Linked DNA regions of Mus musculus: all the other regions are linked to region 3. The links are chromatin contacts, called in public HiChIP or PLAC-seq maps. All regions are on one chromosome and are shown on one strand. The core of a region is the stretch at or near the end of the contact, and the rest is flanking DNA. Distances in the headings are between cores, read along the strand shown.

Evidence for each region. HiChIP or PLAC-seq counts read pairs in DNA pulled down with a chosen protein or histone mark.
Region 1: an HNF4G HiChIP or PLAC-seq map of pancreatic cancer cells shows a contact between it and region 3. The contact joins two enhancer-like sites. A contact is called at or near these places in 9 of 484 Hi-C or Micro-C datasets (the G1E-ER4 cell line, the HL-1 cell line, cardiomyocytes and 5 more), 6 of 115 datasets of contacts at active chromatin or transcription factors (bone marrow-derived macrophages, effector CD8 T cells, embryonic stem cells and 3 more) and 3 of 9 other capture datasets (adipose tissue, liver and pancreatic islet).
Region 2: a contact with region 3 is called in a FOXA1 HiChIP or PLAC-seq map of pancreatic cancer cells. The contact joins two enhancer-like sites. A contact is called at or near these places in 4 of 484 Hi-C or Micro-C datasets (CD4 T cells, embryonic fibroblasts, nephron progenitors and 1 more), 5 of 115 datasets of contacts at active chromatin or transcription factors (effector CD8 T cells, embryonic stem cells, extraembryonic endoderm stem cells and 2 more) and 1 of 9 other capture datasets (embryonic stem cells).

Annotation. Positions count from the first base shown.
Region 1 is chr15:27,574,196-27,577,623 of GRCm38.p6, reverse strand. All of the region lies in intron 8 of Ank (progressive ankylosis), which reads right to left. Among named protein-coding and RNA genes, the nearest start is that of Mir7117, 4.4 kb to the right of the region's middle. Within about 2 kb of position 1,328, at least 47 of the 459 cell types and tissues checked have an H3K27ac peak or open chromatin away from gene starts, as enhancers often do. A contact at or near this core is called in pancreatic cancer cells, where this site is marked.
Region 2 is chr15:27,595,080-27,598,441 of GRCm38.p6, reverse strand. It overlaps a transcript of Otulin not described here. Among named protein-coding and RNA genes, the nearest start is that of Mir7117, 25 kb to the right of the region's middle. Within about 2 kb of position 1,796, at least 254 of the 459 cell types and tissues checked have an H3K27ac peak or open chromatin away from gene starts, as enhancers often do. A contact at or near this core is called in embryonic fibroblasts and pancreatic cancer cells, where this site is marked.
Region 3 is chr15:27,504,956-27,507,944 of GRCm38.p6, reverse strand. All of the region lies in intron 1 of Ank (progressive ankylosis), which reads right to left. Among named protein-coding and RNA genes, the nearest start is that of Gm29901, 15 kb to the left of the region's middle. Within about 2 kb of position 1,299, at least 58 of the 459 cell types and tissues checked have an H3K27ac peak or open chromatin away from gene starts, as enhancers often do. A contact at or near this core is called in embryonic fibroblasts and pancreatic cancer cells, where this site is marked.

The DNA.
Region 1 (3,428 bases), core at 79-2,578, 70 kb before region 3:
GTGGGTGGATGTATAATTTGAACAGTGTTTCAGGTGGGGCTTCAAGGAAGTTATTGGTTAGAGTGGACCCTGGTTGGGGAAAGACCAAACCCAAGCATAAACATACCTCCTGTCTCCTGCTATTTGAGGACCTTGACCACAGAATTCTGAGCCAAAATAAGTCTCTTTTCATTAAAACGTACCAAATTTATGGGCCATGTTATTAGCAATTGGACATATTCTAATACATTTTGTAAGTTTCAAGACAGGAGGCAGGATTTTGCAAGGACCCAGTGGAAGTATACTAAAAGAATAAAAACTAAGCAGTTACCTAAATCTAATCTTGGGGACTGTTGCTCTCAGATTTACACAAACCATCAGCCATGACACAATGAAGCTCCCAAGGGCAGGCCGAGTGCCTCCTGCAGGCTGAGTGCAGCCCCTGTAGAGGAAGGTGCAGAGCTGCCTGCAGTCTGAGTACTTCCTAACTAAGTGCCAAAGATGTCATATGTAACTAAAGAGATGGAAGCTGGAGAGTGGAAGTCTGATGAGTCAACCTTGTGGCCTCAGGTGACCACAAAAAGATTGCTTTCTTGGAGGAACATCAGTAGATTAAATTGCCAGGGTTACAGTGACCAAAGATTTACATCTGGATGTTTTAGAGCAATAGGAAGGGACAGTGGCCCAGGTGTAAGGATACAATTAGGATGGGTGAGGCCAGGCCTCTACAGCAGGAGAACTCATGATAGCCCCAAAGGCTTCTGAGTCTGCATCCACATGTTCCCTTTTATAAGAACACCAGCCACACTGGATTTGGGGCCAAGCTTGCCCATAGAACCTGAACCCCATTTCCAAATAAGGTTGCCTTCTGGGACGGGGGTCAACATTGCAGCATATGAACAGATGCACGTCGTCAACCCATGACAAATAGAGGAGAAAATCCCAGGCATGTTCATGGTCTCCCTCCTTTTTATTAACTGAGAGAGTTAACAGATAAACTACAGCTCAGGCAAGTAACCTAACTGATACCAGTTCCTGCTTCAGGCCCTCGTCTTCACCACGGCTCCGGCAGGTCAGAGTGACATCGATTTTAACTTCGTTTTGTGTACACGTGTGTGCGCATGTGTGTGCAGCCAGGAGTGTATGTGCAGACACGGGAGCCACTGGTTAACAGACACTGTCTCTCATCACTCTTCACCTTGGCTTTGTCCTCTCTGAACCCAGAGCTGGCCCATTTGGCTGGACCCGCTAGGCAGTTAGCCCCAGAGAGGTGTCCCTGCCTGTCCTTCAGACCACTGTGAGCGCCTGTGCATGGCTTTCATGTGGGTGAGATCAATAACTTCTCTTTGAAGAACCAGACCCTAAATTCCAACAGGTCCTGAGCTCAGATGCCCTTGTATCTACTATGGCATTCCAACGGGTCTGCTTCTTCCTCTGTCGTAGGTGGCAGTGACATACTCAGCTCACACCTGCCTTCTTCCCCAAGCAGCTCTGACTAGTTGAAGCTGAGGGCTTGGTTCTCATGTGAACAATGGGATACAGTGTGGAGGCCTGGCAGTCCTCCAAACTTGGCATGACCCAAGTGCCTTTGCATTCCACACTTGCATTCTTAACATGGGTCAGCTCACCAAAACCCAACCTTAGCCAAAAAACATTATGTCTAATTTACTGGTTTCTAAACTATACATCTGCAGAAATTCATCTGACGTTCACAACCTGTACTGGAAAGGCTCACAGCATCCCAGGGAGTGGGGGAGAGCTTTCTGGTTTGGGGGCTCCTCACCCTGCTGTTTTATGCACACCTATACCTCTGTCATTCTGTCCGTCTTCCCGTGGCAACCTCCCGTCTCTGACAAATCGACCGTTCCTCCCTCTCACCATCTTACCCTCTCCACTGTCTCCTCCCCATGATCCTTGCTTTCTAAGTGTCTGACTTTCATGGGGTCTGGCATTCAGGGGGTGTTGGGATGGCTGCGTAGGTTGTCCACTGCCCAGAAGTGCCTTGCCAGCTCCACCTGCCAAGATCCATTTGGATCGTTGCCTCTCTCCACTGTGTACAAAGGGGCCAGAGAAGGCCCCCAAGTCAGCCAAGTCCCTGCTTTGCATAGATTCTTTTCCACTTCTCCTGGAGAAGAGGGGCCCTGTTCTTGGCACCAGCTCCCCAAAACTAAAGCAGTGGAGAATCTAAAAAGAGAAATGCCCAGTGCTCTTAAAGGGCCATTTGTGAGGTCAGATGGAGGCCAGTCTACTGTTAGCAGCCGAAGCTGTTAGAGATCCTCTGTTCACCCACGATTTGTTGAGTCAGGAAGAGTTCAAAGGAGAAGGGATCCCCAAACGAGATTTGAATTAATGAGAAGAATTCTGTAAATTTAGCAGCCATATCTACTGGCTTTTATGGAGCTGGCCTAGGTTGTGGAAACAGGTGCTCTGACATCTGTTTCTGTGACACCTGTGCCCCGGCAGTATGACTGGGAAGACATGTGCCACTCTGGTGAGTGATTTTTTTTTTTACTTCAGCCCCAAATCTAGAGCCCATCAGGAAGTATGACAAGCATTGTGGGCATGCGTGAGGGAGAGCTTCGTGGGCATGCATGTGGTAAAAGCTTTGCAGGTATGCATGTGGGAGAGCTTCATGGGCATGTGTGTGGGACAGTTTCGCGGGCATGCGTGTGGGAGAGCTTTGTGGGCATATATCAGTAAGGATTTTCAGCCCAGGTTAGCCAGTTCCTTCCCCAGCAAGAGAAGTCTCCCTCATTGCCTGCTCGAGACTATCCTCTCCTCATGCTCACAACATAGTCTATCGAGATGAACAGCCTTCTAGGACTCACTAGTTGTCACAGGACTTAATAGTCACAAATGTGAAAGCAACTGTGGGTTCTGACAAAGTGGCAACTACACACATGGCTACCTATTCTTTGTGTTTGGCTCCGTATCTGGACCACTAGTTTGCACTTTAACCCCTCCTGTATGGCTACTGTACAGCATCCTCACAAGCAAACATCCCCTTGATACAGTTCTTGTGAATTTTTGTCCTCTTTTCTTTAGATAGCAGCTTGTGGGGATCCAGTCAAGTTGCTAATCCCAGTCTATTCCCTCCTTGTTCTTAGGGGATTAATTATCTGGCAATCTACTCTTTTGGACTGGGCCTTTGAGACCCACCAAAGATTCCAAACCTTTCTTTTATCTCACTGATCAGGTGGTCTGCAGACTAGACTGTTCTCCTATGAGGCATGATCGGAAGCATGAACAGCAGGATGCTAACATGTTACAGCAGCAAACGCTGTTTCCCTGCCTCACTCTCCTCCTGAATTCACTTCCTCACACAGAGCAGGCCCCATAGTGAGAGGTGGCAGCTGATTGGCTGATTCGTAGGTTATCATGGATGGGTAATGTAGCTCTAGGTTATGTAGATTTGCTTGTGAATGGCAAGAGAGTCAGACGACCAGTAG
Region 2 (3,362 bases), core at 547-3,046, 90 kb before region 3:
GGGGGGAAGAAGGAAAAACCATGTTACTCTGCAGCAGGCAGCCACGTGGTGGGAAGGGAGCGTTCAGGATAAAGCAAGGAACCCCCAGCTGCTAGGAACCCCCAGCTGCTAGAGAAAGCATACTTGGGAACAAAAAAGGGAAGGAGTCGGACCTTTTGGCATAGGGAGCAAGCTGAGCTCCATGGCAGCTTGGGCTCGGGCATAGGAATTCTGGGGAGCAAAAGTATCTCCTTAAAGGAATTTATTTTGCCTATCTCTTCAACAAGGCTGAAGTTGAGTCTGCCTCCCTAAAGGTGCTCCCACCTCCCTGCTGTGGTCCCTTGGCCCGGTGGTTGACCTGCTGGGTCACATTCACTCCTCATGTTGGATAACTTAGTGTTCGATTTTTGCCCAGACCAGAGATTTTTTACCCTCTTGAGCAGAAGGAAGAGTTTTCTCTTAGTGAGTCCTCACGGCTGCTGGGTTGGAGCAGTTCTGCTCTCATCCCCTCTCTCCTTGTACACTAAGGACTTCTTTTTCAAGTAGAAAGGCTTTCGGTTCTTGTCTGTGGTCTCAGCTTGTATATTGGTTGACATTGTTTGTACAGAAGTAGATGTCAAGTCTTGCTAATAAGTGCATTTGGAGTTACTGGCCCAGGTGAAAAGAGGTACTGTATAAAAGCTAACTCTGTCCATGTGTGTCTCCTGCATAAACCATCCAGTAAGTCTATCCACGTGTGTCTGACAGTCACCTCTAAAAGCGCATCTCCCTAGTCAGGTTTTGAGAGACCCTGTTTGATTGATTGCAAATGCAGGAGAGAAAGATTATCATTGGACCGGAAAGGCAGCTTAGTGATTCAGAAGGTTTGCTGTGAAATCACAAGGATGAGAGTTCTGCTCCCAGCATCCACTTAGTAAGCCCCAGGGGGCATGGGGGGTGTCAAAGGCCAGATTCGTGGGTCTTGATGGCTTCTAAGGGCCTCCATCTCAAAGGAGATAAGACTACTACTCGACAGGACACTTGGTCCCTCTTCTGGACTCTGTTGTGTGCACAGTTTGTGAATCTCCACACTAAAGTGTATATACGCAAAGATACACACTAAGTAGAAATTCTGAAAATGAATTACTAAGTTTTTGTAAGGTACTAGTTACAAGTCTGGCACCACTTGCACTTGGCAGAGAATTTGTTTCCTTGGATTTAGGTGCTCTTCCTGGTAGGGCACCACATCAGTTAACGGAGCTAACGACCACCCTTCTGTCTTGTGGTGGGGAGAATGAAACTTAAGGTTTCCTTGTCTTCTCATTATTTTCCCCTTTGAGATCAGACAGTAAACAATGCAGTGAGTTGTTTCCTGACTTGTAAAGTGGGGTTCGGGTTGTTGATTACAGTCCTGTTTGCCTCTTGTTTAGCTTTGGTGTGTTAATTTTAGTCACCAGCCTTTGAGCAGGGCACCCAGGCCTTTCTTGAGATTTCCACTACATCCTGTTTCATGTGTGGTTAGATCAGCTGATGAGTCACCTGATGTTTTGCCACTTCGAATGACAAAAATAGAGGCTCAGAATAACCACACAGAGAAGCAGCTCTCATGGTTTCCAGATACATTGCTGAAAACCGTGCTTTTTGATGCTTCAAGCTTTTTATAAAAGAGCCTTGTGTGAGGCTCTTGTGGAAAGGCAGACAAGACACTGGGTTTGCACAGCTAACACTGAAGTCACCTCACCTTCCCAGGTCCCACCAGAGATAGCATTATTATACTTTTGGTTATAAAAGTGTGTGACAGGCAGCATTGAAAACAACCCTCTCCTGGTGGAGCACAGAAGGCTTAGCTTGCCTGCAGTACCCTAAACCAGACACAAAGCAGCACATGGTGTTCTGGTCATGTTCTATTCAGAGCTTTACTGAAGCAGAAAAAAGTACAAGGAAACATTGCTCAGGTAACATCATTTCATTAGAAGAGGCCAGGTGTGGTGGTGCACACCTTTAATCCCAGCACTTGGGAAGCAGAGCCACATGGATCTCCGTGCGTTCAAGGTCATCCTGGTCCACATAGAGTCCCAGGACAGCCAGGGATATGTAGAGTGACCCTGTCTCAAACTAAAAATAGATAATTATAAGAATATTAGGATTTCCTATTTTGCAGCACATCTCTTGCTCTCGCTTCAGTATGGAGAGAAAGTTGCTGAATCTTGGAAAATGTTCCTTTCCCTTTGCCTATTTCAGAAGAAAATATTTTCAAACAGAGCAGTTAGGAAGGTGGGAGATTGGGGAACTAGAATCAGAGGGAGTCTTTGTTTCCTCTCTGAAACAGGCACACACACCCACTCACCTGCACTAAGGGAGTGGTAAAACTATTTATTAAAGATAAAATGCAGTCACTTTCCCCATGACCAAGGCCATTGTCTCAGTCCTGCCACATCCAGGAGGGGCTGCATTGCAAGAAAGCAATAGGGTCCACGGAGTTTAAAGTGCTTAAGTACTTAAGTAATTACTGCAGCTCAGAATAAGTGTTTTCATTTCTGAGGCCCTCTCTGAACATTTCCAAGCCAAAGCATGAGCGAAGGCCAAGAAACAGATGGTCCCAACCGAGAGAAGAGTGCCTTTGACTCCAGATGCCCAAGCCCAAGCCCAACACGGGCAGCAGGGAGACACTGACCAGCTCCAACCCACAGATACAAACAAGGCCTTCGCAGTGGAAGGATCCCTGGTGAGTTCCCACCAAGCCAACCGCAAGCCGCTCACACTCCCGGAGCCCTGCAGTGGGCAGGCTTTGTCCTTCCTGAGTCACAGCAGTCCTGTTTACTCAGTTCCAGGGGGCCTTAGAGAGGGCCTGTGTGCCAGCACCCAGTAAACAAGGGCAGAGCCAGCAGCAGGTCAGGTGTGCACTTAGAATGACCCTCGGTTGCCCCTCAGATAAACAGGCTTCTCTAGTTTCTCGGAGAAAACCCTCACTCTAGAAAGGCCATCCTAACTCAGTATTTTGAGGAAAACTTGTCTCCTGCCTCTGCAACTTTAGGTTGTATTTGTCGCTTAACCTTGAGAATGATCTTCCCACAGTCCTTGAGGATTTCACAGACATGGTCCTTTTCAGTTTGTTAGCTGAGCAATATGTTTAAAAAGAACACTCAGCTGCTGAGCTAGAAAGGCTGCCCTTAATGCTTGTGGAAAGAGGAGAAAGGCCCTTCCCAAGTCTAGGCCGTGGAATTCTTTGTTTGAATACAACAGTATGGCAGCTGTCTCAGGGTGTCAGGTGACAAAACAGGCCCACAGAATGTGTGTGGAGGAGCCTGTACTAGGAGGGGAAGGTCAGAACAAATCCCCCCAAACCGCAGCTCCATTGCAGAGGCCTGGGCCTGGCACTGCATTCCAGGGGCTCGGGACATCTT
Region 3 (2,989 bases), core at 50-2,549:
GCCTCTCTTTGCCATAGCAGATGGCTTTTTAACAGGGTTCTGGGGATTTGAACCCTGATCCTCATGCTTGTATGAAAAGCACTTTATCCGAACTCCAAGTCTGCTTCCTTTCTAGATTCCTTATTAGAAGCAAAGGAGGAGAAGGAAGAGTGGGGTTATCAAGTGCATCTAGCCTAGAAATGACGTCTGTTATAGACACACAACTCAGTTCAGCTTGGAAATCAAAGTCAAAACCGAACTAGAAGCCTAAAGGGCATTAGATACCAAATTGTCTCCCCCCACCCCCCCAGCCCCCAGGCAGTAATAGAGATATGAGAAGTAATTTCACTTTTAATCTTGAGATTAAGCTACATTTGAATCAAATAGGTCTGATAGTGCACGTCCACAGTAGTTCCAAACTGCAACTGCCCTTTATGCCAGAGAACCCAGACAAGATCCTTCCTTCCAGTGTGTGCAATGAGGAACTACCGGTATACTATAACATGGAAAGGGACGGTCATTTCCAAACCCCGTGAGTTAATAAATACAAAAAGAGCCGTGCAGCGTTGAGATCGGGTAATCCTTGATATGTTATAAAAGGCTCCTTGGCTCCTAAGAAGGCAGTCTCAAGTCCAAGGTCTGTTCTGAATTGCTGCTCCAGACAAGAACTGGCCCTGGATGCTTCTGTTTTCTTCCCCTGGCTCCTCAGCTTAGCCCGACAAAGATTAGATTAGCGTCCCAAGCCTCTAGTTTCTAACCATGAAAGCTGAGTACCCTCACCTCCACAACTCAGGGAAGGCTACGCTGAAAAACACAGGTGACAAAGAACACATGGGCAAAGCCCGGCATGGTGGGGCACGCCTGTACCGCAGCACTCAAAGGTGAGAGAGGAAGAGCGGTGTAAGCCTACATAATGAGCTGGAGGCCAACTGGAAGCTACAAGTAGAGACTCTGTCTCATCTCAAAGATGAACCTGGAGTGGGCAGGCATGTCATTAACAGCTGTCAGTCACAGGCACATAGACAGCTTGCCTGTTTCAGATGCTTCCATAAAGCCCAAACGGGAAACAGATGACCACAGAGCAAAGATCAAGGTGCTTTCCTTGTTTGGCTGCCATTATAGAGAAGGCCAAGCTGTCGGGTTGATTGTGGCAGGTGAGGCTGCAAACATCTAGGCTACCCTTAAGAGTCCTGTGGCTTGCTCTAAGAGCTCACGCAGATGCTGGCACACCAAGTCTACTGACTCAGCAATTCCAGCCACTCCGCTCACTGCCCTTTGTACACAGAGGGGCCCCATCCATCCGACCTCTATGGTAAATCTCAGTGCTTTCCAAACAGTTCTTAGCCCCCTGAATCTGTGGGACAGATCCTATCTGCACTGAGCTGACTCATCCTAAAGAAACGCCTGATTCAAAGGTCAGTCATCCTCAGGGGACTGACATATTTTTATCTTTTTTTTTTTCAAAAAATATTTGCACTTCAAATGCCAGTGCCATCAGGTTAATTAACATATGTGACCAGAATACTAACTGTAGGTCCATGTAAGAGACCTTAATTATTAACAGCAGAGGGTGAGACACTGAGGCCAATTGTGCAGACTGACTGAGAGTGCACTTGGTTAGCCTGATAAGCAAATGAGAGAAACCCAAATGATAAGGTCCACACTGGTAAGTGTTTTTCCATGCACATGAGGTTCATGCTTTCTGGGCAAACCACTCAGCCCATGACAAACTAACTAAGGTGCTGTTCTGGGCAGCACCAACAGCCTGTAGTGTCAGTTCTCCCCTATGTCTGGATTTAGTCTATATAGAAAACAGAAGGCAAGTAAGTTTACTTTTCTCTAGCCTGCTAGCTGGCTGATGAAAGGCTCAGAGGCCCAGAACATAGCAGAACTGTTCAGGGGGATTAAAAACCCTGGATGTATGTGTGGGGCCCTGTCACTTCATGGACAAGAGCTGTGGCACAAATGAGAAAGACAAATGGTAAGAGGTAAGCATTGTGTGCTCCGCCAGGATACACATAGATCTACAGAGTCCCTGTCGTTCCTCATTCCTTCCTTTATATGGGAAGAACATGACTTAAGTATATTTTAGTAACAGGAACACCTTTAACCTTGTGCCAGATATTCTAAATGTTTTCCATATGGTCACGAGCCTCATAACACATTTTCCTAGGGAAAAAGGCCTGCGTATGTAGAAGGCTGGGTGACACAATTCCTAGCTATATAGGAAGCTGTACTACCTAGGTGTGCCCAGGTACAAGCTGATGTCTGTACAATGACCACATCACCCAATGACACGTCCCAAAGAAGGTAACCTGACTGTAAAAGAAAGCATGGCCACAGCAAACTTTAAACTTTCTCCAGTCGGGAACCCAACAGTGGGCTCTCTGCCAGCTTCTGCTTCCATGTCATTTTCATCCCTTTTTCTTTTTTAGATTTACTTTTAGTATTATTTTTAATGGTGGGTAGGTGTATGTATTTGCATGTGAGTACGCAAATGTGAGTTAAGGTTCCCGCAGACAGAATAGACCGTTTGGATCCACTAGAGCTGGAGTCACAGCCGGTTGTGAACTGCCTGACATGGGTGCTGGGAACTGAACTCAAGTCCTCTGGAAGAACAACAAGTGCTCTTCAGAGCTGACACAGCTCCCCCATCACCTTTCTCCTCCGCGCTCCCACACCTGCTCAAGGTCTCCCGAGTTGGACATCACACTGCCAATTCCATCCTCGGTCACACTGGTGCCTTTCAGCAGGATCGGGCCTCATCACTTTGATCACACTCACGTGAAATATAGACACTAAAATTCAGGTGGGACGATCGCAGTGGAACTGAAGCATTTTTAAAGACTGTTTCTGGCTCTTTATAAATGGCCAGCGAGTATTTAAATACTAACGGAGGGTGGAGAGCGGTTAAGAGTGCTTGTTGCTCTTTCAGAGGACCTGGTCTTGGACCCAGCACCCACATAGTAGCTCACAAAACAAAGAAAACTTTTGCTTTGTTTGTAACTAC